Regions from separate parts of the Hordeum vulgare genome. Here region 1 is linked to region 2. A link is a contact called in public Hi-C data. All regions are on one chromosome and are shown on one strand. The core of a region is the stretch at or near the end of the contact, and the rest is flanking DNA. Distances in the headings are between cores, read along the strand shown.

The links. A called contact is a pair of places that touch in the nucleus more often than the background predicts.
Region 1: a Hi-C map of leaf shows a contact between it and region 2, with 4 times the contacts expected there. The contact joins the promoter of LOC123425322 here to the promoter of LOC123425320 in region 2. A contact is called at or near these places in 2 of 6 Hi-C or Micro-C datasets (leaf and seedling).

Annotation. Positions count from the first base shown.
Region 1 is chr2H:100,992,554-100,995,884 of MorexV3_pseudomolecules_assembly, reverse strand. LOC123425322 reads right to left here and starts at 1,816. Exons shown (of 5, transcript XM_045109005.1): 1 at 1,398-1,816; 2 at 1,210-1,260. The coding sequence starts at 1,778.
Region 2 is chr2H:100,294,604-100,297,904 of MorexV3_pseudomolecules_assembly, reverse strand. LOC123425320 (oligouridylate-binding protein 1-like) reads left to right here and starts at 1,895. Exons shown (of 12, transcript XM_045109003.1): 1 at 1,895-2,149. The coding sequence starts at 2,024.

The sequences.
Region 1 (3,331 bases), core at 567-3,066, 700 kb before region 2:
AAAAGAGGCAAGGAAGCCAGGTACAACGCATTTTATCCATTACAACGCTAATCTCAGGATTAGCAACCGCACCCACTATGCCCACCACGAAATGCCTCGCTCGGTCCAACCTCAAGAAGACGAGGCAAAACAGGGAGCAACCAGACCGCGTCATGACCGAAGCTAGAGACCTTTGCAACAACCATGACTCCCAGACAGTTTAGACCAGCATACCCTTCACCTATGCGCCTAGAAGGAGTTAGCGAATTGACGACGGGGCCTGGCCGGACCCGAAGAAAGCATCATCGAGGAAGCCCACGCCCTGAGCAGCACCACCATGGGGATTCCATGAGCAACCTGGACAGCGCCTCAAAGGAGGGGGGCGACACCATGGCACCGGCGTTGCCGCCACCTAGTCCAAAGAGCCGGATCTAGGGTTTCCCCTGGTGCACGAGGAAGGGAGTTGTGGCCGGGGCCATGACAGCACCTCCAAGGAGGGGACGACACCCGCAGCCGTCACCGGCGTCAGACTCCGCTACGTGTGGCAAGAGTTTTCGCCCAAGCCCATGACCACAACTCAAAGTCTACCGAAGCTAGAGCGAACCGGAGTATCGCATCCCACACATCTCGCTGCCCTGGGAAATATCAGGTGCCCCCATCCTTGGGTTTCTCCCCATGCTCCAATTTCAAAAAATCAATTTTTAATGTATCAAAAATTCTGGGGAAAATGTGAATGTTCACAAGGAATGTGACTACAACCCCTAAAAGATTCAGGTCCAACCCCGAAATGCACATTGAGAAACAAAAATGTGAAATCTAGCATGAATAGTGTAAAAAAAGAAAAAAAAAGTAACATTGACACTCATCTGAATTTGTCTTTTTTGTTTCTCGGTGTGGATTTCGAGTTTGGACCTGAAATTTTTAGGGGTTGTAGTCACATTCCTTGTAAACATTCACATTTGTTTGAATTTTTGAAACATTTAAGATTGGCCTTTTGAAATTGGAGCATGGGGAGCACCTGATATTTCCCCTGCCTAATTATGTATAATCAGGTGGGGTGTTACTTTCTCTCAAATCCTCCCTACGGGTTTGGGATTATAAATCAACTTCCATGCCTAATTTTGTATACTAAAGTCCCACCTGTAAACTCCATTCCCTTTCTCGAGACAACCAAGCGAGACCTCCATAGTAACATCAACTCGGAATTGCATTGTGAGAAACCAGACTTACGAGCATCGTAGGAATCGCCACCGCTACCATGCTGGTGAAGGCAATGGATGTCTGGAGAAGGCAACAAAAGATGGGGGAAATAAGAAGAGACACTCCGTGACCTCAAGATTGCAGCAATACGGAAGGATTAATCTTTTTAAAACTCAAATGGAAGCTGAATCTTGATGGCAAAAGACTCGGTGCCTCACCGTGACGGCGACGAAGGTCAGGAGGAAGAACACCGGGTCCCCGAGACCAGCGCGGACCGCAAGGTGATGGGGCGGAGGGCCCGCGGGGTCCCCGGCGCCAACGCTCTCCACGTATCCCTCCGCCCCTTCTCGCGCCTCACGCGCGTCATGCTCCGCCGCTCCATTCTCCTCCTCCTCCCCCAGTAACGCCGCCGCCGTCTCACTTTTGGCTTGGGAAGCGCTGGAGAGGCGTTTCTCGGTGAGAGGACGTGGTGGGTGTGGAACACGCGGGGAGGCGAGGGGAGGGGGCGCGCGGCAGCGAGTTGGTGGCACCAAGACGGGGCGGAGGAGGCGGGGAGGCGGCAGGCGGAGGAGGCCGTGGAACTGGTGCGCTGCCGCCATACGGGGATGCCTTTGCTGCCCGCAAACCCGTCCAGCGAGTAGGAGCGGGGCGCGCTAAAAAAAATAGTTACAGCGTTGAAATGTTTTTTTTTTCGAGCGGCAACGCTTCCGTTTCAGCATGGGCTGTAAAATAGAACGTGGTGTTGCCATTTCAGCAGGTGCTACAAATTCAAAACGTCCGCGTCAAGTACAAACATAATTTTTATTTTTTAAAAATAAAAACACAATAATAAAATTAACAATAGAAAGTTCATATCTTTTATTACCATAGTTCAAGTCCGAACGAAAATAATAAATTACATAGATAAAATAGATACATAAAAATTAGATAAACTAGATAGATAAAATCTAGATAAACTAGATATAGATAAAGTAAAACTAGATAAACTACTACTCTTCATCGCTTTCCTTGCTGGTGTAGTTCGACATGAGGAAGACGTCATCTCAGTAATTATCGTTGTCGCTCCATGTCGACGTCTCCTTCATGTCGCACTGCGCTAGCGCTGCAGCCTTCCGCTCACGTCTTTCTGCCCGCTCCGCGGCTCACATCGCCCTCTACCGTGCCCAGAACTCACACTCGTCGATGACGTCCTGTGGGAAGCGCTGGCGTTGCGCCTCCATGGTCTGCTCGTCCTTCTCGGCGATGAGGAGGCGGCAATCCTACATTGCCTGGATGCGACGATCCCACCTCGCCTGGATGCGGCGGTCCTCCCCAGTGATTACCCCGGGGGAGGCGCGCAGGTCTGCGCCTCCTCGTGCTTTCGGACGGTCGGAAAGTTCATCTGCGCCCGCGCCCTCGAGAGCCGCCGCGCGAGTGGCCACCTCGACGGTGTCAAAAGTGCCGAGCCCGAGGCGAATGTCTCCGGAGTGTATCCCCGCATAGAAAACGCCGGAGGGGCGGGCGCGGACGCCGCGGAAGTCGGGGCTGCTCCGGGGACGGTGCAGCGAAGGCGAGAAAAAAGTCGACGGAGGTGGCTGTTTGTAGGCGCCCGCGCACGATTTATAAAACGGTGCGTTGTACGCCGCGCGTGAAAACTACCGCGGAGTGCCGCTTTTTCGCACGCGCGCCATTTTATTTAGCGCACGCGTTTTGCCAGCAAGCGCACCAAACACCCCCCCCCCCCCCGCGCGCAAAGTGCATCTTCTTCTGCGCGCGTCATATTTACCGCGTGGGTTGGAGATGCTATAAGAGCATCTATAGCCGACATAGCAAATACGACGCACTAAAAATCTGTGGATGCACCCAATCAGTCATCTAGGACAAGTTTGGTTGCGGCTCCTATTTGATGCTCGCGTGCGTTCAGGAGACGAGGCTTCGTTGAAGTTCTGTAGCTGCTTCGCGTGACCGTCTGGCCCACTTCGCGAGTTAAAGCAGTGCCACGCAAGCCGGTTTTGAGAACCTTCTAGAAGGTTCCTTAACACACCCATCCAGAACTACAACCAGATGCAGCACATCTTCTCCTTCGGCCTGGCAACTAGCAAGCATGCCATGGTCTCCAGTGAGACTCTCGGTTCTCCTTCATCGTGACAACAACCGAACATCCCAGGCACCC
Region 2 (3,301 bases), core at 646-3,145:
TCTCTCTCTCCATGGATTTGCCCTTTCCTCCCCGTTCGCTCATTTTGCAAGAACAAGACATGGGTGCTGTCACTTCATGCAAGGGGAGATGCGTCAATGACGCCAAGGACAACGACCATGTGGTACACCACTGATTGCCTTGACATGATACAGTGACCGGGCTGGGCGGCGATGTTGAAGCGTTCGCCGAGGATGTTACAGAGGGACGTAAGAGGGCTCATCTTGCACCATGGCGACGACGTCGAACGGTGGTGGTGCTGTTGGCGGTGTTTCTGAACTTATTCTTCATTGCATTTTTTCTGCAACATTATTTATGTTGTAAAAAGTTTCTTCAGCAACAACACCTATGTAAAATAAAGAAAAAAAATCTGCAACATATCTGTGTTAAAAAACAATTCTGCAAATGTTTTTGTAACACGGGCTATGTTGTAAATGTTTTTGCAACACGGGCTATGTTGCAAATGTTTCCGCAACACGAGCTTTGTTGCAAAGTTCTGCAACACTACCTTTATTGCAATGGTGTGGGCGGGATTGGACCGTAGGATGACGCTGAATGTATACGGAGGCGGCGAAACTTTTAGAAAGATTTGTTGGCCAACGCGGTCCTTTTTTATAAGGGAAAAGTTTACGTTCAGCCGACGGATCGCACGCGAGCGATCCGCCGGCTCCTCTGTACGACGCGTGTTTTTTTCATGTAACTTTACATGTGTCGCAAAATTTTCCTCCGCAACAATACACACGTTGCAAAACAAAAACGAAGAAAACGCCGAAACATGCGCAAAGAAAAAAACTGCAACAAAGCGATTGTTTCAAAAACTCGAGCGTTGTTTCAGGAATTACTGGGTGCCGAGCCGAAGCGCGCGCGAAGAAAAAACTGTAACAAAACGATTATTTCAGAAACTCGAGTGTTGTTTCAGGAATTACCGGGTGCCCAACCGAAGCGCGCGCGAAGAAAAAAAAACTGCAACAAAGCGATTGTTTCAGAAACTCGAGCATTGTTTCAGGAATTACCGGATACCCAGCCGAAGCGCGCGCGAAGAAAAAAAACCTGCAACAAATCGATTATTTCAGAAACTCGAGCATTGTTTCAGGAATTAGGCCAAAGCCCCACGTGTGAATCGGATTGGAAATAATCCGTCGGTGGACGCGTAGCGTTGCCCAAGGGCAACGCTACGCGTCCACCGACGGATTATTTCCAATGATCCGTCACCTTTACAGCCGTTTGATTATCTCCATCCAGCCGATCTGCACGCGGGGCTTCATCCGAGCATCCAGTAATTCCTGAAACGACGCTCGAGTTTCTGAAACAATCGCTTTGTTGCAGGTTGTTTTTCTTCGCGCGCGCTTCGGCTGATCACCCGTAATTTCTGAGACAACGCTCGAGTTTCTGAAACAATCACTTTGTTGCAGTTTTTTTTCTATGCACGAATTTCGACTGGGCACTTAGTAATTTCTGAAACAACGCTTGAGTTTCTGAAACAATCGCTTCGTTGCAAAAAATAATTCCTTTCTCTTTCTGCAACAGTGGCCGTGTTGCAGAAACAACAAGAGAAATAACAAACTATGCAAAAGAACGTGCCTGATCAAGCATGGATCAAGCGATTCAACGGCTGTGTGGGTGGCGGAGCTCTCCGCGCGATCAGCCGGTAGAGCGTTAGCTTTTTCCTTTTTATAAAGCCACGTCTATCATAGTGTAAAAAAGTCTTACATTTTAGGACCGACGGGTATATAAAAGGACCGCGTTGTTAACACTGTTTTTTTTAGGCAGGATTAACACTGGATAATACAGGGGTCGCCGGTGGGTCGCCGGGAGGAGACCCAAAACCGAAAACTAGCGAGCGAGATTCCAGGCCCACGTATTCAGGGACAGACCCGACCCAAGACACGAGGCAAAACAAACAGGCTCTACCCTTTCCCTTCATTCATCCCTCTTTCTCTTTCTCTTCCACCCCGACCTTCTCGACCCTTCCATCCCCTCCCCCACCCCACCAATCTACCGTCGACTGGGCAGCGGGGCCGCGCGATGCTGCCGCAGCAGAACCAGGCCCAGGCGGCGGCGATGATGCAGCAGGCGGCGGCGCTGCAGTCCATGTACGCGATGCCGCCGCCGCCCCACCACCACCTCCTCGGCGCCGCGCCGCCGCAACAGGTCCGTACGTTACCGCTCACCTACCCACCCGCTCCCCCACCGCGCCCGCCCGCACGGCGGCGTCCCGCGGAAGTTTGGTCCGCCGGAGGGCTGATTTTGGATGAGCCTAGTGTTCGAACATCGGGGACGGCTGTAGCCTGCGGGCGTTTGGGTTTGTCCCCTGTTACCCGCTTTGTCTTGGTGGTTTGGGAGGTGCTTCTAGTCTGAAGCAGTTTTTGGTAAATGGAGCGATTGTTTATTGAGCCAGGGGATTCGTGGAATTCCGCTGTTCAGCGTGTCTCCAGTGTCAGAGTGGACTGGATTCTGTCGGCGCTGCCTAAGTAGAAACCTAGGACAGTAGTGTTCTAACTGGCCGCGAATGATCAAGTTCACTCTGTTCGTTTCGGGTATAAGGAGCATAGCGAGTGATCTTAAGGTGCTTAGCGTTTGATTTCGATGTCCAGTTAAGCGAGGGAACAGTCTCCAGGTTATATGGACGTTTTTATATATTATTATGTTGGAGTGAATGAGTAGCGAGTAATTGGTAAGAGTCCGGTTCTAGGATTTCTCATTTGTTTCACTTTGCAAAACCAATAGGATGATTTCAGCCTGTTTGGTTAAGTTTCTTAACGGGATTGAGGACTTATTGGTCTGGAGTGATAGTACTAGGACTTTGATTTTTAGTTAGTGGTTTGCTTGTGATGCTGATTAGGTGGAAGACTGCTAATGTTTCAAATTATGGTATTCTGGACCTTTTGGTTGATTGATTAAATTTTACTCATCCAATTCTAGCTGGGAGCTGCATTAACCTTGCCGCTCTGTTGTATCATTTTTTACCCAAATGATTTGACATTGTGGGTTATTTTTTAAGTATCTTTCACCCAAATAATGAGTTTTGTGCTTGCCTTGTCATGCACCTGATGTAAAATGCTTACATTGTTATTACATGACATTTTCCAGTATTTTGCATTTACGCATACCTTTTTTCCTGACCGATTAGGTTTTCATCGCAAACTCAAAGCATGTAGATTCTTTTATTCTTGATGTTACACTTAACATATTGGAACTTCCTTGTGATATCTTATAGTGTGCTGTGCTGTATAGCTTGCACACATTTGACTTCTTCTTATGTTCTTGCTTATCAATAGATTTTTCTTTTCTTTCCTTCATTAT